Linked DNA regions of Mus musculus: regions 2, 3, 4, 5, 6 and 7 are each linked to region 1. Evidence: chromatin contacts called from public HiChIP or PLAC-seq and promoter capture Hi-C data. All regions are on one chromosome and are shown on one strand. The core of a region is the stretch at or near the end of the contact, and the rest is flanking DNA. Distances in the headings are between cores, read along the strand shown. Region 1 holds the start of Alg10b (asparagine-linked glycosylation 10B (alpha-1,2-glucosyltransferase)). Region 2 holds the start of Kif21a (kinesin family member 21A). Region 3 holds the start of Abcd2 (ATP-binding cassette, sub-family D (ALD), member 2). Region 4 has its middle 27 kb from the start of Gm36710. Region 5 holds the start of C730034F03Rik (a long non-coding RNA gene). Region 6 overlaps Abcd2 (ATP-binding cassette, sub-family D (ALD), member 2). Region 7 overlaps Kif21a (kinesin family member 21A).

Evidence for each region. Promoter capture Hi-C pulls out the DNA fragments that hold promoters and counts their contacts. HiChIP or PLAC-seq counts read pairs in DNA pulled down with a chosen protein or histone mark. Capture Hi-C pulls out chosen DNA fragments and counts their contacts.
Region 2: an H3K4me3 HiChIP or PLAC-seq map of embryonic stem cells shows a contact between it and region 1, with 4 times the contacts expected there. The contact joins the promoter of Kif21a here to the promoter of Alg10b in region 1. A contact is called at or near these places in 6 of 39 promoter capture datasets (the 3T3-L1 cell line, cranial neural crest, frontonasal cranial neural crest and 3 more), 4 of 484 Hi-C or Micro-C datasets (LSK cells, cortical neurons and embryonic stem cells) and 8 of 115 datasets of contacts at active chromatin or transcription factors (the NIH/3T3 cell line, VIP interneurons, astrocytes and 4 more).
Region 3: a contact with region 1 is called in a promoter capture Hi-C map of liver, with 3 times the contacts expected there. The contact joins the promoter of Abcd2 here to the promoter of Alg10b in region 1. A contact is called at or near these places in 12 of 39 promoter capture datasets (the 3T3-L1 cell line, 3T3-L1-derived adipocytes, the C10 cell line and 7 more), 2 of 484 Hi-C or Micro-C datasets (the 3T3-L1 cell line and bone marrow-derived macrophages), 7 of 115 datasets of contacts at active chromatin or transcription factors (the NIH/3T3 cell line, astrocytes, cardiomyocytes and 4 more) and 2 of 9 other capture datasets (adipose tissue and liver).
Region 4: a contact with region 1 is called in an H3K4me3 HiChIP or PLAC-seq map of neural tube, with 20 times the contacts expected there. The contact joins the enhancer-like site here to the promoter of Alg10b in region 1. A contact is called at or near these places in 9 of 39 promoter capture datasets (the 3T3-L1 cell line, embryonic stem cells, hippocampal neurons and 3 more) and 5 of 115 datasets of contacts at active chromatin or transcription factors (astrocytes, embryonic hindbrain, embryonic limb bud and 2 more).
Region 5: a promoter capture Hi-C map of pre-B cells shows a contact between it and region 1, with 6 times the contacts expected there. The contact joins the promoter of C730034F03Rik here to the promoter of Alg10b in region 1. A contact is called at or near these places in 7 of 39 promoter capture datasets (the 3T3-L1 cell line, the C10 cell line, hippocampal neurons and 3 more), 3 of 484 Hi-C or Micro-C datasets (the HPC-7 cell line, erythroblasts and pre-B cells), 3 of 115 datasets of contacts at active chromatin or transcription factors (astrocytes, bone marrow-derived macrophages and extraembryonic endoderm stem cells) and 2 of 9 other capture datasets (embryonic stem cells and liver).
Region 6: an H3K27ac HiChIP or PLAC-seq map of the NIH/3T3 cell line shows a contact between it and region 1, with 7 times the contacts expected there. The contact joins the enhancer-like site here to the promoter of Alg10b in region 1. A contact is called at or near these places in 9 of 39 promoter capture datasets (the 3T3-L1 cell line, cranial neural crest, embryonic stem cells and 5 more), 7 of 484 Hi-C or Micro-C datasets (bone marrow-derived macrophages, cerebral cortex, cortical neurons and 2 more) and 5 of 115 datasets of contacts at active chromatin or transcription factors (the NIH/3T3 cell line, astrocytes, bone marrow-derived macrophages and 1 more).
Region 7: a contact with region 1 is called in an H3K4me3 HiChIP or PLAC-seq map of embryonic forebrain, with 4 times the contacts expected there. The contact joins the enhancer-like site here to the promoter of Alg10b in region 1. A contact is called at or near these places in 1 of 39 promoter capture datasets (cranial neural crest), 10 of 115 datasets of contacts at active chromatin or transcription factors (astrocytes, differentiating embryonic stem cells, embryonic brain and 5 more) and 1 of 9 other capture datasets (embryonic stem cells).

Annotation. Positions count from the first base shown.
Region 1 is chr15:90,223,042-90,225,800 of GRCm38.p6, forward strand. It overlaps Alg10b (asparagine-linked glycosylation 10B (alpha-1,2-glucosyltransferase)), which reads left to right and starts at 1,270. Exons shown (of 3, transcript NM_001033441.3): 1 at 1,270-1,567; 2 at 2,616-2,759. The coding sequence starts at 1,397. Mir7648 (microRNA 7648) reads left to right here and starts at 1,319; the gene lies at 1,319-1,371.
Region 2 is chr15:91,048,613-91,051,515 of GRCm38.p6, forward strand. Kif21a (kinesin family member 21A) reads right to left here and starts at 1,339. Exons shown (of 37, transcript NM_001109040.2): 1 at 1,047-1,339. The coding sequence starts at 1,090. Gm52215 reads left to right here. Exons shown (of 2, transcript XM_030248879.1): 2 at 333-1,289. The coding sequence starts at 600. The coding sequence ends at 1,265. Gm36710 (a long non-coding RNA gene) reads right to left here and starts at 2,441. Exons shown (of 2, transcript XR_384343.1): 1 at 2,386-2,441; 2 at 2,111-2,292.
Region 3 is chr15:91,190,690-91,193,447 of GRCm38.p6, forward strand. It overlaps Abcd2 (ATP-binding cassette, sub-family D (ALD), member 2), which reads right to left and starts at 1,318. Exons shown (of 10, transcript NM_011994.3): 1 at 1-1,318. The coding sequence starts at 919.
Region 4 is chr15:91,076,622-91,079,321 of GRCm38.p6, forward strand. No RefSeq gene overlaps it. Among named protein-coding and RNA genes, the nearest start is that of Gm36710, 27 kb to the left of the region's middle. Within about 2 kb of position 1,385, at least 33 of the 459 cell types and tissues checked have an H3K27ac peak or open chromatin away from gene starts, as enhancers often do. A contact at or near this core is called in astrocytes, liver, neural tube and 1 more, where this site is marked.
Region 5 is chr15:89,428,474-89,431,308 of GRCm38.p6, forward strand. It overlaps C730034F03Rik (a long non-coding RNA gene), which reads left to right and starts at 1,542. Exons shown (of 4, transcript XR_875570.1): 1 at 1,542-1,626. It overlaps Chkb (choline kinase beta), which reads right to left and starts at 1,454. Exons shown (of 11, transcript NM_007692.6): 1 at 904-1,454; 2 at 576-684; 3 at 241-354; 4 at 1-71. The coding sequence starts at 1,127. Gm44502 (predicted readthrough transcript (NMD candidate), 44502) reads right to left here and starts at 1,454. Exons shown (of 27, transcript NR_004843.2): 1 at 904-1,454; 2 at 576-684; 3 at 1-354.
Region 6 is chr15:91,151,124-91,154,015 of GRCm38.p6, forward strand. It overlaps Abcd2 (ATP-binding cassette, sub-family D (ALD), member 2), which reads right to left. Exons shown (of 10, transcript NM_011994.3): 9 at 532-657. Among named protein-coding and RNA genes, the nearest start is that of Abcd2, 39 kb to the right of the region's middle. Within about 2 kb of position 1,333, at least 21 of the 459 cell types and tissues checked have an H3K27ac peak or open chromatin away from gene starts, as enhancers often do. A contact at or near this core is called in the NIH/3T3 cell line and cortical neurons, where this site is marked.
Region 7 is chr15:91,017,478-91,020,177 of GRCm38.p6, forward strand. The region is part of intron 1 of Kif21a (kinesin family member 21A); the gene reads right to left. Among named protein-coding and RNA genes, the nearest start is that of Gm52216, 9.8 kb to the right of the region's middle. RefSeq lists an enhancer at 1-2,571. Within about 2 kb of position 1,289, at least 90 of the 459 cell types and tissues checked have an H3K27ac peak or open chromatin away from gene starts, as enhancers often do. A contact at or near this core is called in astrocytes, differentiating embryonic stem cells, embryonic brain and 4 more, where this site is marked.

The DNA.
Region 1 (2,759 bases), core at 20-2,519:
CCATCATATCTAGCAAGGGCCAGAAGCTTCTATGGTATGCACTGGCCATGATTGAGCAAGCCCACTGGGCCTGAGGTCAATTGTAGACTAAATTATCTGGGAATGGTCTCAAATTGGTAAGTGTAACGTGTTCTCTGTAATCAAAGAGGATGTAAAGGGTGGAGGGAGTTAAGAAACGTCATCATGAATCCTAACGTAATTTAATTCTGGTTATTTCTAATAGTCGAGGAGAACTAGTAGAATACCCAGTTTCTTTTGATTCCAAGGTTGACAATTTAAAAGCAATCTCAGCTGCTATATGATGTGCTGCTGGCAAAATCAACCCGAATTTTCCAGAAGCTTTTCCTACAAAGCATCACCAACCATGCTGAAAACATACTTTGTCTTCAGCTTTCTTCAAATATCTTCCACCGTCAGTCTCAATTCCAATCTCACAATAAAGGGGTTATCTGAAGTCTCCGTAGCCCTCAACTTCATACATGTGAGCACTTTTTGAGACTACACACATAAATACTCCATCGCACCACACATTAAGATGCATAAGGGAAACGTACTCCAACAGAGACAGATATTAATGACTATTTATTACCTATTTTTAAGGACGACATTTACAGTGTCCCAGGCTGATCTAGAACTGGGAACAATCCTCCTGCCTCAGCCTCTCAAATGGGGCCAGTACAAGTGTGAGCCACCACTCACGGCAATAGCAACTAAAATTATATTCACGGAGGAGTGTTCCTCACCTACAAATGCCCCAACTCCTCACCAGGCACCAGGAAAATATTGCCCTGTAAACGAATAGATTCTTCAAAAGGGAAAGTCGCCCTGAAGCGAAGGGCTGGTTGTATGTTTCCATCTAAAAAGCATCAACCTTCATTATCAGCCAGAGACGATGAGAGGAAAAGCATTGTAATGATGGTTTTAGCGTCTCATCTCACTGGCAATGGAGAACAGGGATAACCGCAAACGAATGCAGTTTGGGAGCTTGGAGGTTAGAAAGCTGGGACCACTCATCGCCTTCTGGAGAGCAACAGACAACACAAGACACCCTTCTTTTCCAGAGCCTAGCGGCGGCGGCAGCATCACCTACAACAGCTCCCGCGCCCGAGCCCAGACCCGCCCCTCCCTCAGCCTCTGGCCACTCTGAGAGCTGCGAGCAGTGATTGACAGAGAAACCGTCCCGTCGTTGCATAAATGCTCCACTCCGGAACCGGTGACCCCCCCCCCCCCCACGCTTCCGTCCGACGCTCTCCCAGCATCCATTGCGTTGCGTCCTGTTCCCTGCTGTCCCTCGTCCCGCAGCGCTGGGCCTCTGAGCCCGCGTTCCGGGCTCGGCGCTCCGGGCTGCCCAGGGCTGGGCCCGGGACGCGGCTGCCCGCCCGCCCGCCCGCCCGCCATGGCGCAGCTGGAGGGCTATTACTTCTCGGCCGCCTTGAGCTGCACCTTCCTGGTGTCCTGCCTGCTCTTCTCCGCCTTCAGCCGCGCTCTGCGGGAGCCGTACATGGACGAGATCTTCCACCTGCCGCAGGCGCAGCGGTACTGCGAGGGCCGCTTCTCCCTGTCGCAGGTTGGTCTCTGCTGGCCCTGCCCCCGGGACGGATCCTCCCAACCTGTGCCTTTCCTCTCCCCGTCAGCCCTCCCAGACTTAAACCGTGAAGGGAGCTGCCTAGTGACTGTACCTAGCCTCGAGATTATGGCATATTTGTTAGGTGAATGCATAAAGATGATAGCTCCTCTTGGCAGTTGACCGATTTGTCTAACTAAGCCCTAGCACTAGAGACATGCAGGTGCTCCCTTGAACATGCATTAAAAACTACCTAAAGCTTAACCTATGAGGTTTTCCACCCGGTATTTTGAACGCGGAGTGGAGGATCTTAGGGCCCCCCAAAAGTTGATAGTTTTATTCTAACTTCATTCTTGGTCGTAGAAACTTACTGTTGTCTGGATTAAATTGGCAACTAGTCAGATTGCATCATTTAAAAAAATACATATCTGACTACAGAAATATGCACAGTGCAAAGAATCTTAAGATCCACCAGAGTTCTCATTATTGTTTGCCTGGTAGTTTGTAAAATTGGGACCTGGACAATTTAGTCGCAGAATATGCATTTTCTAAAGAGCAAGCCTTAGGAAGTAGAAATGAATAACTTACTGTCTGTTGGTTGTTGTCACCTTAATAATGGCAGACAGATTTGAGACAGGGAGCAAAACGTTCTTAAAATGGGGCTGGGGTGGTAGCTCAGTGGTTGAGAGCTCTTGCTGTTGTCCTGGAGAAGGCTACCAGACTTCTTTCTACCACAGTGAGCTGCTCACAACCATCTGTGACTCTAGGTCCAGAGGATCCAGTGCCACCTTCTGGCTTCCTCGGGTACCTGCATGCAGATGTTGCAAATAAGTATACTCAGGTGCATGGCACACACACTACATCTTAAAAATAAAACTTAAGAGATGTCTAGTCTGCCAGGATTTATTAATTATGTCATAGACGATCCTCTCCAAGTTCTTCATTATTAGGACAAATGAAACTTGATTATTTATTTATTTATCTTTTTTTGGCATTTTATATCAATGGGATAACTCTTGCTGTGCTTGACTGGTGGTCTTTTCTTTCTAAGTGGGATCCTATGATCACTACATTACCTGGCCTGTATCTGGTGTCGGTCGGTGTGGTCAAACCTGCCAGCTGGCTCCTTGGATGGTCTGAGCATGTGATCTGCTCCATTGGGGTGCTCAGATTTGTCAATCTTCTCTTCAGCGTT
Region 2 (2,903 bases), core at 89-2,588, 830 kb after region 1:
ACTCAGAAATCCGCCTGCCACTGCCTCCCAAGTGCTGGGATTAGGGCATGTGCCACCACTGCCCAGCTTTAAGACAATTAAAGACCCAGGACATGCAAAACTGCCACTTCTGGGCTTAATCAAGATTTGTCACTAAAATAACCATAGGAACGCTTACATTATGTAACTTTCAATTTTTCGACTAAGGCGCTGACAGATGTTTACGAATTCTGGCTTTCTCTGAAGACAGGCTCTCTTTATAATCTTTATATTGTAACTGAGTTAACAGTATACTATCAGAGCAATGGAAGCCATGCACTTGGTCTAAGAGGAATGCTTCATTAATTTTTCAGTGTGATGATGCTGCAGTTTTCCAAGAGCAACTGTCGGAGTTCTTGCGATGCATCAAAACAGCCAAACTACACCGAATGTCCATGTCACCGTCACTAACCACAACAAGGTGACACAGCCAGCATTTCAAAACTCAACCCCAGGCGTATGTGATGTCACTGTCAACATCCAAGGTGCTTAACTAACCTCAGGTTGTTTCTCCCAGTCGCCCATCTAACCCTCCGGCTGGCTGACGTTGCCTGCCTTCTCCAGACCTCCCGCGGGTGCCTATGTCCCGCAACACACTCCCTACCAGCACACCTGCGAGGCCAGGTGTCGCGACGCACGCCATCGCGGGGACCCGAGTGGGCGCGGGCGGCGCGCTTGTCACCGCGACGCTTTGTCTGCGGCTCCGAACCCAGCCGGCGCGGCAGGGGCTGGGCTGGAGAGGAGGGAGTGGGGGGTGGGGACAGACACCTCGGGCCCACCTGCAGGGCGGCAGCGGCGACTCCCGGGGACACCGGGCGACGCTCACCCGGAGGCCAAACGCGAGGCGTCCGTGCGTGCAGCGAGCGGCGCCCGATCCTCCGGGGTGTGGGGGTGCGGGGCAGCCACTGCTGTTCCCCCGAGAAGCAGCGATGCGACGCACCGGCCCCGGAGCGGGCAGCAGGAGAGTCCGCCCGCCCGCTCGTCCGCTTGCTGGCTTCAGCTTTCCTTCCTGTCCACCCGCAGCTCACCTGACAGCCACGCGCACCGAGCTCTCGTCCGCAGCGCCCAACATGCCTGCGGCCGCCCGGGGCTCAGCTCCGTGCCGAGCGCTCCGGGCAGGCGGCGGCGGTGGTGACGGCGGCGGCGGCGGTGACGGTGACGGTGGCGAGGGCTCAGCGCCGTGCTCCAGCCATGTTGGGCGACTGAATGGAAAGGTGGCGGCGCGGAGGCGCGGGAGGGGGCGGTGACTCAGGGCGGCGCCGCCCCTTGCCCCCACTCGCCAGGCTCCGCGCTGCCCTGCGTCAGCCGTGGCCGGTCCGGTGCGCCCCGCCCCGGCGGCACGGCCAGGCGGGCGCGGCACCGCGCGGAGGCGAGCCGACCCCCCCTCCCCCTCCCATCCACCGGAGGCGCGTCCCCGCAGCCACCTGCCCCCTCTGTGGCACGGACCTTGACCCCTTTCCCAAACCTGGCCCTGTCCTCTGCCCGATCTCTTGGGACGTGGAACGATTTTCCACCCCTCTGCCTCTTCAGTGCATTACTGTTCGGTCCTATGCACATGCAAAGTGCTCCGGGCCCTGGTACTGCCAAGCATTTCCACAACTGCTTTCCATGGAGGCGTGCAGCGTGGTAAATCCTTGCAAACGGATTTTCTTTCCCTGCTGGCCTTTCAAAAGCTCCTCCGGGATCCCGAGATTCTGTCAACAGTGTCCCATTGTGTGTTCTGCACGTCATCATTGTCCTTCCACATGCCTTTAGATAGCTCTGTGGAAACAGCCTTTGTTAGCTTTGCCACAGAGTATCTTTTGTGGACTGTTCCGTACATTTCAGTAAATAAACATGTGGGTTCATACAAAACAGTATAATAGATTAAATGTCGCTATCTAAATAAAAGCACTGGCCCAAGCAGATAAAAACTAAAATCACACACCTGATCGCCCTGCTCAGAGAGTGTCCTAGAACACAGTGTATATTGGGTTCAGAAAGAAGTTTGAACCTTGTATACCCATGGGTAGATGGCCTATGGTATTTATTCTTAGAGGCAGTCCTATGTACTTTGTTTCTTACCTTTAAATCGTTACAGACAACATAGGTGGAAGGTAAAAAAAAACTTTATAATGTCCCTTTGTGTGACAAACTGGTAACAAAGCTGTCCTCCGGCCTCTCCCTGGAGAGCCTTCCCTAGCCTCGATATTTCTCCACCAACATAATGGAGCCACATTTTGTCCTAACTTGACAGGTCCAGGCGTGGATGGATCTGGTCTGACCACCTCGTTTCTGCGATAAAGGACAAGAACAAGAGATCAACCTACAGCAACAAAGCAACATATATTACCTTCTCAAAGTCTTCACTTTAGATAGCAACAGTACCTATGTGTCTCAAAAAAGAGCTGTCACAAATCATGTGCTTCAAGAACTGGGCAGGTAGCTTAAGGAAGTGGAGGAAGCAAAGTCGAGAATATATAAAATAAAACCGAGAAGGCGGGCCCCTTCCTAAGGAAGTAGCTGTCCCCATTCTGCCTGGACTAGATCTACTGGCACCCAGATCCTGTGTGGCCACATTTTTGGTTTGGTTGTATGTTTGTTGTTCCTCAAGTGAAAAAGAAAAATCAAATCCTTATGTGAAAAACGCCTTAGTTTTAAAGATTAACAACTAATTCTGCATAATATTTACACACCATGCAAAAACAACCTCAAACTGTGTCTGACCATCTCTAGTCTCAAGCCACCAGATTGAAACGTCTGGCCAAATAGCATCAATAATAGCTAGGGCTTTGGGTTCATATTCAGGCAAAGGCCATGCATAACTTCAAATTCTAAATGCTGAATGTTCTAAAATCAATGCTTAATTTTGAATAATATTTTTTGAGATTTCTTTATAAGTAATA
Region 3 (2,758 bases), core at 68-2,567, 970 kb after region 1:
CAATTTCTTCTACATTGGCTATGATTCGGGAGTGGACATACCGCAGGTAGCCTTTCCTGTGGGCTTCTTCAGCCACCAGCGAACCAAATTTGGGCGAGCAAGCTTTCAGTACTTTAGCAGTGGCATACACGACAAGTCCTGCTAACAGGGTGGGCCCTATAGGGCTTGCTCCTCTGGATGTAGCTGTCCGGATGAGAGTATAGGAGGTTAGAATGACATCTAAAATAGGTTTGGTAAGGTTGGAATACAGGTGAGCCACAGATTGCGAGAACATCATAATGTCTTCGGTAAGAGACTGGTCAGGGTTTGCCAGCCTCCCATCCATATTTATCACCTTATAATAAGTCTGATTTGCGAAATAGGTCTCATAGGCATGGTCTACTAAGCGAGTTCTAAAGGCCAATGCCAGTTTGCATTCCAGGTACCTGATAGCACTGTTGACAAAGGTAGCAGGGATAGCAATCATAAGCCACTTGATTAATTTGATGATGAAAGTCCGAGGCTTCTTTTCCACGATGCTTTTCACGATTTTCCCATCCAGACCAGCCACATAAATAGAGAGAAATGTTCTTGAGATTAGAGCCACCGAGTGGAGGCAGAGCCACCCCGTTTCAGTGGTCACAAGTTTTGGAAAGAGGATTTTCCGAAGTTCTAGTAGCTGTTTGAAAAAAGCTGCATTTAGTCCCGGCGCAGGTTTTTTACAGATGATCTCCGTGCAATGCAGTATTTCTCTGTTCTCTGCAGGCGAGTAAGCTTCTGCTTTTGCCTTCCTGTGGCCAGGCTGCTTTAAACGCTTGCCAATGATGGGATAGAGGGTTTTCAGAGCATATGCCGCAGCCACCAGGCAGGCAGCCCTTTTAGCAGCACCGGATCTGGTCCATTTCACCCGATAGGCTGCTGCATTTAGCATGTGTATCATTTTTCCAGCTACACAAATGGGTTTCTTTGAAAAGAATTCGTTTTAAAAGCTCATGCTCCGCGGAAAGCCCAGCAAAGGTTTCAGAAGACCCCACAGCCTCCCATGCTCTGCAGCTTGTCTCCTTTACTCTTATTTTGTTCTTCAGTGACGGATGCAGCAAAGCACAAACTCCACCGCATCCTCCGGGGGCGAGTCCCTCAGCAGCCAGAGCTGGCCAGGCTCCACCCACAGGCGTCTCATTGGCTGCGTGGGCGGTGAGACCCTGGACTCCTGGCCTCTTCCCTTTGAACCTTAAAAACGAAGAGAGAGCCAAAACAAATCCTATACTTAAACAGGAGTTCAGAGAGTTAAATATCTATTTCTGGAGAGGTCGAATGAGGTCAGCTGCTGGAGAACAAACCTTCCCTTAGAGCTACTGAGCATGCTCAGCGGCACTTAGAAACCCTCAGAAGTTTCAGAATATACATCCCGTCTCTAAGATTTCTACAAAGGGGAAGGCAGAGGGAAGGAAGGATTGCAGCAGCTTTAATGAGCCCAGAGAGAAAGAAACAGCGAGAGGAGGGAGGAGCCTCAAGAGGATTAACGGAACCGGCCCAGGGAAAGGAGTCAGACAAGAGAGTGATAACAGCGAGAGGCATAAGACAAAATAGCAAACATGTATCCTTGAGAATGTTTTGTTCAGAAGATGTTGTCCCCCCCCCCCCTCACTCCCGCCCTTCGCCCTTGTTTCGACTCTCCCCAGATATTCACAGAAACTATTAGATTGGCTGCTATTGTAAATAAGCTGGAGGCGAGCTTGGGTATTACAGAAAACAGTCACTCAGAGCTACACCCAGAGTTCTTCCCCAAGATCCCTTGGTACTAACTTGTCCTGATAATAAAGTTCTTTCTGCTCCACGATTATGTTTAGCAATGTTATCTGACACATTAATATTTGCTTACGAAGTGACTTAAAAATCTCCCTTGTGTTTTGTTTGTTTGTTTGTTTGTTTTTGTTTGGAGGTAATTTAAGAATTTTATCAGCTGGGAAATCGAACTGGGATCCTATGATGGAAAACAATTTTTAGGAAGCATTTCTTCAAGACTTTTTTTTTTTTTCTTCATGTTTTTCTTTAGGCTCAGAGATAATCTGCTGGCTTCTTCCTATGAACATTTTTGCTGTTTGACAACAATCAAGAAAGTTTAAAAATTATTCACATTCCCAGTGGAAGGCATAAGGATCAATAGTCAAGCAAAACTTTGTATAATTTTTAATAAATTGAAGGTCTTTTTTTGAAGGCAAGGCAAAGGTGATTTTGCATGATAGAGCCTTTCTCTGCTCCTCTCTTCTGTCTTTCCAACGACTGGCTTATCCTGAAGGTGTGCATTTAAGCCAGAGCCCAGCACAGTTAGGTAGAACGGCTTATTTTAACCTGCTAGTGTTATTTGACCCTTAAGCTAAGCATCATTTTATACTTGGGCCTTATTATGCACAGACTCTCCCTTTTGATCCTCCATAGTAGTTCCAGGGCAGGAGTGCACTTTGACACCCCCACATCTGTCCTGATTTAAAGAAGTGAAAGATAGCTACATGGTGATTGTCACATCACAACGGGTCACTTGTGTGTTCGTTACTAGTCCTCTCTGTGCTTCAGCTTTGCCTTCTATCTGTAAAATGGAAACGATGCTATTCTGGGAAGTGGGTGTAGACATTAAATAAAATAGTCAGTTGTTTAAAAAAAAACATTGTATATAGAAGTCTGCAAACCTCCCTGCTAGAATATGTGCCCCAATGTCTTGTGATCGTTATTGTTCATTAGACATGAGTCAAAGAATTGCCTTTACCAAGAATGATTTTTA
Region 4 (2,700 bases), core at 135-2,634, 850 kb after region 1:
GGAGGAAACAGATCACTGGAGTGTGTTCTGGCCCAGTTTCACCTTCTGTGCCTTTCGTGGCTTCTTAGCCGCCATGGTGTTCTCTCTGTTCTATCACAGCCTCATCAGACGGAATGAGCCGTTTACAACCACAACCAATAGCAGTCTCTGCCTTTTTAAGCTGCTTACATTGGCCGACTATCTCCAAGAGAAGAGTAACGAATCAGAATGGTTTTGTGATTTAGATTTAACATTGTGTCCTCCCAAAGTCAAGGTGGATGATCTCTTCTCAACCAGTTTCTGAGATTACCAGCTAAATATTTCAGTTGTTGAAAATTTCTACTCAGAGTGAGAAAGAACAGATTTAGATAAAGAAAAGCTCAACTACCGCATGATATGTGCAGGGCATATGTAACATTACTATCACAGATGTGTGGGCACATGTACATATGCATGTGAGACACATTTAAAAACAAGGCAATGGGCTGGTGAGATGGCTCAGCAGGTAAGAGCACTGACAGCTCTTCTGAAGGTCCTGAGTTCAAATCCCAGCAACCACATGGTGGCTCACAACCACCCATTATGAGATCTGACACCCTTTTCTGGTGCGTCTGAAGTCAACTACAGGGTACTTATATATAATAATAAATAAATCTTAAAAAAAAGACAAGGAAAACTTTACTTCTGTTAGTTATAGAGATACACCTTCTAGGTTTGTAAGTTTTTTTTTTTTTCATCCTCTACTATCATATCATCCAAACTTGGCCTTTGAATATAAATTTCCATTTATCCTACTAATCTTATGAAACACCTTCTTTTATAGTTATAGGAAATTTGGTCTTGGTAGAGGGAGGGAACACTTCGGAAATAACAGTTTAACCATTAACTTTCTTTGTTTACCAGCCAAATTTCCTATTTGATCTACAAGAAATTGTCTCTAAATGTTGTATCACTCCTAATTTTACAGTAACCGCGCCTCCGGTCCACACTGCGATCTGCTTTTGCGGAGCTCTCCCTCATGGCCTGTTTGTCGCTGGGGTCATTAGTTTCATTACTGAACTGATGGATCCTAGCCAGGGACTCCCAAAGACAGTTCTAATCCAAGTAGGGTGGGAACCGTGGAAGAGGAGACAGCTGTTTATTAGAGTTATCTACTGGTTAGAGATTGCAATTATTATATAAATCGATTTTAAATCCCCCTTACATAATAATGTGTGTGGAAATCTGTTATGCTTGCATTTTATGTTAATCTGGGATTTAACACTTCTAATCAAGGTGATTTATACTTTTGCTGCTATGTTGCAATGGCTCTTCTCCTTTTCAGAAGTGTCAGAGTTTGATTACTGGCTTCACTGTGTTAACATGGCAGGAATTCCTGGATTTCAGTTTACTCTTGTGCTTGCCCAAGAAGGAACTTACCAAGGTTACAAAATAGCAGTTGTTTTTGCTACATTGATTCTGAAAAGGAATCATCCCTAGCGAGTAGAGAAATTCCTAATGAGGAGATCAGTGTGGGGGATACATGGTCTCACTGGGAGGTCATTCCTAATGAATAGATCAGTGGAGGCGCATGCCTTGGCTGCTTTGTGTCTCAGGACCACCCACTGAGAAGTGGGTAAAGGCAGGATGGCTCTTTGCCACATTTAAAGAATTGTCCCAGTGCACCTGTCGCGCAGCTGTAGTAGCAGCTTAACAGGAGCGAAGCATGCAGGGGGTAAGCGCCTCAGTAACTTGTCTCTTAGGAGGTGTGAATGCTCTCTGCTGTTTCAAGAAGACCTCAGCAGAGTGGCAGGCCTAACTGTGATTTTCTGAGTGTCTCTGTCATTCTACCATGCCCCTTAGCTTCCTTACTCATGGAAAGAGCAAATAGTTGATGTCTGAAGGCAGAGAAATTTAAAGTTAAAAACACCGTACGCAGCGTAGCCAGACTTGTCCATGAGTGAAATATTGACATGAATGTTATCAAGAGTACCACCTTCTTTCAGATGGGATTTAAGGTCCACCCTGTAAGACAAGTGCCTAGTTCTGGAATCTGCTCAATAATTGACGGCTGGAGAGTTCACAGGCTCCGGTGTGTGTGTGTGTGTGTGTGTGTGTGTGTGTGTGTGTGTGTACCTACTACAATCATTTTGCACTGCCCTCAAAATTTGTATCTCTTTACCTGAAAGAACACTAGCCCACTCGAGCATGGCTCTGACTGGCTTTGCCCTTCTCTCCCATCCCCTCTGTCTTGCTAACAACCATTGGATTACACTCCTAAGTCTAGACATCAAGGTCTATTCCCTTATTTGGCCACTGGTTCTTCCTAAGGCTGACTACCAAGGTCCAGCTATCAAAATATTGAAGTCCAACAATCAAAAGCTCCCTTTGGCCCACCTAATTAAAATGCCCAATTAAAAGTAAACTCATCCTAACATAGGGTTTCCCCTTTGACCTGTATAAACTGTCATTTGCTTAGATGACAGATCTACTTTCTATCCAGAAGCAGTCCTTTGTCCCCTGTGGACAAATACCCCTTATCCCTTTCCCTTGACCCCTTTCTCCCCTTCTCTCTCTTCCTCTGTCTCCTGTCTTTGTCTGTCTGTCCTTCTGGGGCAAATAAATCTCCTTTGTGCTGAGAACTTGGTCTTGGGGTGATACTTTTCCTTTCAATACCAGATATTAGTGCCGCTTTCAAACCTCATCAGAGAAGTTTCTTTGTGCCATGGACTGGGGTTAATT
Region 5 (2,835 bases), core at 292-2,791, 790 kb before region 1:
CGGGCCATCCTCGTTGCAATGGCTCCCGACAACACTGGGTCCCGGAGCTCTTGAGTTTTCAACGGCCGGCTCTGTACCCAGTAACCTATCAGGGTGGTGAGGGGGCTGGGGCGGGAGGGGGAAGGGATACGGGATGGGAGGAGATCAAGGTCTTAGGGAAATTTCCCTACCTGGGATGTGAAGGCAGACTTTGGGAAGGGTAAAGACTTGGGGTAAAAACAACAAAAACTGGGCTCTTACTGGGAGGTACTGTTCCAAGCGGCCCTCTGGAAACACTCCGTAAAGCTGGGGCCCTAGAGACCGCTCTGCGAGAATGGCGAACATCACGCTTTCTAATACCAAGGAGTCTACACCCTGATAAAAGATGTATGGCAAAGGGGCTCATGTCAGAAAAAGCCAGAGGTACGTGGGTACTGGCCCAAATCGGCTTCATCTACAATAGCTTGGACTTCTGCTCTTACTGACTGAGAATTCTTGAGCTTCAGCATATTCAGCTACACAAATAAGACACCACTTTCTGCACCACTTGCTCCAGATGTCCGAACTCCCAAGTTACGATCCTTCTTTTCCCTCACCTGCAGGATGGCCCCGTAGAGTCGTAGCAGCACCTCCCGGGGCTCCCCGCCCACACTGGGTACGTGGTTCGGTAGTGAGCATCGGAAGAGCAGGTTGCTGAGGCCTCCGCTGCAGATCCACACAGGTCAGGCTCAGCAAGGGTCGTCCCCCCGATTGGTGGGACCCACTCTAGACACCCTTCCCGAGAGGACCTCCCAAGTCCCGAAGGGGGACCCCGCCCCCCAGCACAGCAGGCTGCAGACCTGCCCCCACCCCCCACCCCCCCGCGTAGCACTGACGGCGACCGAACTGGGAGTGTCCCCAGGGTCCCCAGGGCTGACCCCTGACCTCACGGGACAAACGCTCAGCTCCTCCGGCCGCGCTCGGCGCCAGGCCCCGCCCAGGTACTCCCGGCACCACTGATAGGCTCGGCGCTGCGCGTCACGGGACAGCGAGGAAGCGCGCCGCCGATTGGGGATTGGCTCTGGGCACTTAGCATCCTGCAAACCGTCCTTGGGCAGGCCGCCGCCGACAGCCCCTCCTCCGACTACCCCTGTCCCGTCTGCCGCCATGACGTGGGCTCCGTTAGGTTTAACGCCTGCCGGTGCTCAGCGAGCCTCAGGTGAGGTTGGCTCCTTCCGGGTAGGCTCGGTTCCGCTTCCCGGAAGCCGCAGAGTCTCTGGGCGTCCTCGGCTCTTCGCGACTGCCTTCGGCTTTCTTGGTGGCTCCAGTCCTGGGACCGTTTCCAAGCCAGATGCGATTCTCAGGGCTGCGGCGCTCAAAGGCAAAGAGGGACGGCAGCTTTCCCTGAGTGGGGCGCGCTCGGGCCACGCCCGATCCGCCTATCAGTCTCTGCAAAAACAAGTTACTGCGTGGACTGTGTCCGGAACCAAGGAAGTGACGTAGGCCAATCCCGAGCGCCGTGGGCGGTTGGACAGTAGCTCCGCAAAGCTTACGAGCCAGGCTCTGGCCAATGAATGGACGATGGTAGTTTGCGGCTCCTTTATAACAGCTGCTGTGTGAGACACTCTACTAGGGAGTAGATTAGCCGAGCCTGTGGTGACAGTTGGGGTAAGTGAATGGAAGAATGAAAACGTAGGTTCTAACGATTCCCCTTTCCACAAGGCAGCAGGTGTATATGTGATGCTGGAAGGCGTAATAAGAATCAGTCCGGCGTGTCCAGCGCTGCATAGACCGCATGAGCGCCATTAATGTGACCCAACACAATAACTTAAAGTATTTTTCTTTCTCGAGAGAGTGTGTCTCTCTCCTGTTAAATATCGGGAAGAGGGAGACGTTAATGGTCAGCTTAGAAAGGAAGCTTACACAATCCATAATTCATCTGAAGGATGAGGTTTATTAGAATGAAAGGGCCTCAAAGCTACGAGTTTCGGTGTAGGGGAGGGAGAATTGAACATGAGACCTTAGAGTTAAGAAAAGACTTTCCTTTAAAGTCTAGGGATGGGGCTGAAGAGGTGGCTAAGCGGTTAAGAGCACTGATCCCTCTTCCAGAGGTCCTGAGTTCAATTCCCGCCAACCATGTGGTGGCTCACAACAGTCTGTATGTAATGGGATCCGATGCCCTCTTCTGGTGTGTCTGAAAATAGCCACAGTGTACTCATACACATAAAAAATAAATAATTCTTTTTTAGAAAGCCTAGGGAGTGGGGGCTGGCGAGATGGCTCAGTGGTTAAGAGCACTGACTGTTCTTCCGAAGGTCCTGAGTTCAAATCCCAGCAACCACATGATGGCTCACAACCACCCGTAATGAGATCTGACGCCCTCTTCTGGTGCGTCTGAAGACAGCTACAGTGTACTTACATATAATAAATAAATCTTAAAAAAAAAAAAAGGGAAGAGAGTTCATTGTGCGGGTGCGGGGTGTGTGTGTGTGTGTGTGTGTGTGTGTGTGTGTATAAGAACGCGGGGGAAGCATTCAGGAAACTGAAATCGGTGGTTAATTACCTGTGAATCTGAGGACAGTCTAGTCTATATACTGGGTTCCAGGCCAGCCAGGCTACATAGTGAGAGAAGAAAGGTGGTAAGAGAATTAATGGGGTGGCAGCAGAGGAGCCAATCAGAGAGCAGCCTTAAGAGCAATCTGTGAAGCAGACAGCTGAGGTGTTTCCAGACCGATCTCCTAAAAAAAAAAGAGAGAGAGAAAATTGACTTCAAAACAAAATTTTTTAGAATTGTCAAAACCATGAGCAGTTTTCCTACATGGCCCACTGAGAGCTGGAGAGAGGCATCCCCTGCTCCAGGCTGTGGGAGCTGGCTTA
Region 6 (2,892 bases), core at 83-2,582, 930 kb after region 1:
TTGTTTGAATGGTGATGAGGGATTTAATGCTTGTTCTTGACATGTTCTTTTTTTTTTCTTAAAACAAACAACAAAAAGCTTTATTATTATTATTTTATTATTTCCTGTGATCCCTCTAACTTGATAATTTTAGAAATACTAAGTTATGGAATTTTAACATCCCACACACAAACTGGATTTTAAAGTAAATTTAAAAAAATTTTGTAATCATATCCTAACCTTAAACCTAACCCACTCCATAATCTTTCACAGTACATTCTAGTGTTATGATAAATAATTTTTTTAGTACAGATCAACTGTCAGATTCTCCTGTAGCTTCTCAGAATGACTAGAAGGTGACGTTCATTTCCACACAACACATGAAGGTTACATTAGGCCACAGGGAGCTAACCTATATTTGCGGGAACATTAGAGAAATACAGGTAGAAAACAAATGAAATATTTTATGTTCCACACAGAAACATTTAGCAAGGTTATCTTCTGAGAAGAGACAAAGCATCCCTCCCAGAGGAGGATGCTGTGAGCACGTACCACAGAGAAGGCCTGTGTGTTATGGAGAGTAGGGAAATCCCAGCCCCAATAGCAGCCTGAAATATCTTTCCTTCAACGTCGATGCTCACGGCACTGGTACATTCATCCAGCAATGCATACTTCGGTCTGAAAACAAACAAATAAACAAACAAATAACTGAGTGAAATTGCTCTGCAGCTGTGCCTTTCTTTGGATAACAATGGTACCCTGACAACTTCAGAGGGACTAAAGTCACCATGTGGACACCATCATTTGATGTTTTCATTTTAGTTTTGAAAGTTAGTTTCAAAGTATTCCAGGGCAGTTTTCATCATGAAATTATTTCCATTTATCTATTTTTGATTTTTTGAGATTCTAATATAATTACATAATATAATTTTCCCTTTCCATTTCCCCTCCAAGTCCTTCTGTGTACCGCACCTTGTTCTATTTCACATTCATGGCCCCCAGTATCAAAATAATATCTCATTTTACATAAATGACTTCTTAGCCTCATAAGTTTTTTTTTTTCTAATGTGCTTGCATATTAGTTGGGCTCTGGAGATGGAAGTGACAGATGCAAGAGTTAAAGGCATTTCTTTTTTAATTAATTAATTAAATTTAAAAATTTTTCTTATTGTTATTTTATTTATTTACATTCAAATTTTATCCCCCCTTCCCGGGTTCCCCTCTGAAATCCCCTTATCCCAGCTTCCTCCCCCTGCTTCTGTGAGGATGCTCCCCCACCCACCTACCCACTCCCACCTCACCACCCTGGCCTTCCCCTATGCTGGGGCATCAAGCCGTTAGCGCTCCATAGGACTGTGAAAGTCTCTAATGATTGCTGTACTTTCCCCAAGACAACGGTAAAGAAGTAGCTTTGTGGGTTCATATTATGATGAAATATTAATTTTCTGTGTGTTAATTACTGTTTGTGATTTTATTTAAATAGAGAAGGTGAAGAAAAGTATACAAGAGAAAGAAAATTTAGGTAAATTTTCTTTTTGTATAAAGCTCCTCTCTGCACTGTCCATCATATTTTGTACCTTCCTTTTTAGAGTGCTTTGAGCTAAAGAAGATTTTCGAAGAAGAAAAAAAAATGTGTATTTTATATTCTGTTGTCATAGCAACTCATAAGGAATGTAAGATGAGTCATACTTCTGTTTCCTTGGCAGTGTTAGGCTGTGTGTGTGTGTGTGTGTGTGTGTGTGTGTGTGTGTGTGTGTGTGTGTATGTGTAAATATACCAAACAACACAGCCAGGAGTGGATACTTGTAGAACTAATACTTAAAGTATTAAATGACACAAACTCTTAGACATTTGCTTTTTTTTTTTTCTCCTTTGTGAATCACAAGTAGTGTAGGATATGTGAAGGAAGAAACCTATCCCTTCAAGACAGGATTTTCCTGGTCATTCTTTAAATATTAGAATTATAAGGCTCTTGTAAAGCAAATTCTATTGTAATGCATTGTATCATTTCTGACCAGAGTTCTCTGTTGTTGCCAGTGCAGATCTTTCCTATCACAGCTCAGTATGTGTCATAATCTCATTGTCAGAACCATATTGGCCCTGAGAGCATGGGAAGAGGCAATCCCTCAGCATTACCAGTTTCCTACACTGGCTTTAACTTTCTAATTTATTTGATTCATTTGCAAAAGTGCTGCCTTTTTACTATTTGCTACCTGATACATTTTACAATCATGAATACTGATTAGTCCAATACTTGAAACATTGGGTTAAAACGCTTTCTTTATTGATGTCTCTTGTTCTTATTGAAGGGCTTATCTCATTAACACAGAGACATGGAAAAATGGTCACATTTGCAGTTCACTACACCACCCCTCTCAGGCTGTGTTGCTGATCATATTACTGAGTATTTATGGACGAAACCCAAGCCAGTTCCCAGAGATGGGCTGACAGCTGGTCAGAAATGTCAAGCTACAGTGTGCCCTTGAGTCTCCTCAGAGAGAGCAGCATTTCAAAGCACAGCAGGAAAAATACAGAGTTGGTAAAATTCAGTTCAGTTTTGTTTTTTTTTAAAGTACCCTCTATCGTTAGACTAACAATGTAAGCTTAGTATAAGTAATACATACATTAAGACATACACTAAGATAACTAATTTTTCTCACTAAAAATCAGAGTTATACATAAAACTACATAGTATATGATTTCACTTGCATGAGATTGTAAAGAAGTGGGTATATGGAGAACTTGAACAAAAAAGGGACTGAGAACCTTTTTCCGGGTAATAAAAACATTTTCTAACTCGGATGAGACGTTGAGTGAGATGAACATTATGTTACTTAGTGTACCTACATCTGTAAAAACTTTTTGAATTATATGCTTAAAATATACTTACTAGCCAGTCCCATGATACCCAGA
Region 7 (2,700 bases), core at 39-2,538, 790 kb after region 1:
ACCACAGGAGGGGCTCCCTCAGCTGGGGACAAACAAGCAGTTGGGGCTTTCCTCAGCTGAGAGCATTTGTCGCACTGTGTTCTCACAGTCCCGGGCTGAAGGGATCCAGAACAGTCACGTCATTGCCCTCAATGGTCAAAGAGTCAATATGGTTGAGCTTGTGGGAAAATGCGTCCTTTAAGAATGATATTTGATACTCACATTAAAAGTGAACATCGTCACATGGAAATCTTTCAGAAATGAATAGCATCCTCAAGAATCTCTGTGAACTGAACTCAGTGTTAATCCTTCACTGAGCTCTGAACCCCTCCCTCCTGCACTAGCCACTTAACCACTTAATCCGCCTCAGCTTCATCTAGAGGGCGCCCATAGCACCGCATAAGACCTGCTGCCGCTTGGCTATAGATACCTCCTCCCATTTCTAGACCCAAATAGAGACCTACCTACTCCATGGGTCGTAAGATCTGACTCTCCAGCAGCCATGCACACATGCCCAAGTAGCAGGACCCATGAGGGCTACGTGCAAAGGCTCACCCGTGAAAATAACAGGGTAAGGAAAAAAAGAGAGAAAGGATTCCCCTGTCCTTCCTCTGTTGGTTCGGACTGAGTATTTCCAGATGGCTCCCACAGAGACAATGCTGCTTGTGTTTACAAATCAATCATGAGTGCCTGCCTCATATCCGACATCTCTCCCTGCTTTGCCTCATTCTTCCCTCGATCTTGCTGCACCAAGACTGTACTCCTGGAAGAGCAAGAGTTCCTGGCTCTACTGTCTAGGAAACCAAGACTAAGCCAAGTTCTATTAGGCTAACAGATTGTTGTTGTTGTTGTTGTTGTTGTTGTTGTTGTTGTTTTAATATACTTTCTCCAAAGGACTGATGGAAAGGACTAAAACTTTAATTACCACTATATCACAGTGGAATGAGAATTTAAAGTGTGTGTGTGTGTGTGTGTGTGTGTGTGTGTGTGTGTGTGTATTACAAAGAAAGGTTGGGCAAGGTTGAGCATCAAAGCACGTACAATGTACATGGCCCTGTAACGAGTTTTGGAGTGACTTCATAGAACGTCCTTCGAGTCTCACAATAGGCTTTCCAGCTTTGTTAGGAAGAGCATGGAAAGAGAAGAAAAGTAGATCAGGTTTCAAGCCATGCAAGGCTGAGGCTCGCACAGCCACAAGAAGCCTAAGAAATTGGATTCAGTGGCGCTGCTGACCAGAGAGGTCCTAGCTATGCCAGGCCTTGAGTATCTAACAATGAATCCATCTGGCAGAAACCCTCACTGCGCCTCTTTTGGGAATGCTTGGTTTCAGCTCTTTTCATCCCACCATTCAGATGCTAATCAATGCTCAGGGGCAGCCAAGCAGTGTGTCTGCTAAGCCGATTTTTTTTTTTTCTTTTGATAAGTCTGGTACAGCCTGCAATGCACACGCCATGTTAATGTCAAATGTAGTCTTTGTCTACTTATCTCGTTCACTAACTCAAATTTCATTTTCTTTAACCAAATCTTAAAGGAAATTATATGTGTTTCTCTCCAGATAATCTCCCTTGCTACTCTGGGCCAATCTCTTTGCAGACAATGAGACATAAATAAAGCATGAACAGACACTTTTTAATTTATTCTATTTAAACATTATAACTGTCATGAGATTCTTGTGATTTTCATATATTAATATTTTACAGACGGTATTCCTTAACCCTAGATAGTAGCCAAAGTCAAAAGAAACTACGAAGAGTCTACAGATCTCGTCTATGAGAATCTGCATAACAGATATGATGTAGCACATGCTGTTTTACCTTTATTAAGCCATTCAGACCTAGGAACTTGGGCCAAAGAGAAGTCTCAGCAATTAAAGGTACCTGCTGCTGAGTCGGATGACCTAAATTCAATCCTGGAACTCACATGGTAGCAACAGCAAGCAGACTCCTGACCTTGACCTTGACTATGAAGGTGTGTGATGAGATGCACCTGTATGCATGGGCATGCACAGACACACACAATAAATTATGTGTATGCATATGAATTTATGTATTTAGTTTTTGTTTAGGTATGATAACACATGCCTTTCATATCAGCACTCGGGAGGCAGATATATCAATATGTATAGTTCTGATAATTCATAAGAAATCAGAAGCCCAAATATCTAAAGACAGCCATATAATCTCTGTGAGTTCAATGCCAGCCATAACTACATAGTATGCCTCTGACTTTAAAAATAATAATAATAATGCTAATTAAATTAAACTTCAGGCAACCAATGGCTGTTAAGAGAAGGAGAATCAGTCTCTCCAGAAACGAGTCCCCAAAGCTCATCTAGTCCCAAAACATCAGCCCTATATACATACACACATGCACAACATTAAATGAACACAGCATTTTGTATTATGTGTGTTTCTTATTATTGTGCATATATTTACTTTAGTTTGCCTCTTATAAAGTAATAAAAAAATACCTCGCTTTTCTACTAAAAAAAAAAATGCTGATGGGAAATAATATACATCCCCAGTCTGTAAAAACAGAAATGATCAGAATCAAAACTAACTACTCATTTAGGCTGTTGTGAGGCTCAGAGCATTGGAGGGCATTTAAAAGAGGCCAAAGACAAACACATGCTCTCTGTCTTTCCTGTTGGCATTTCCAACACACTTCTATCTTCCAGACTCATTTTCTCTGTGCACGCAAGTGCTCACGTGTACAGTACAT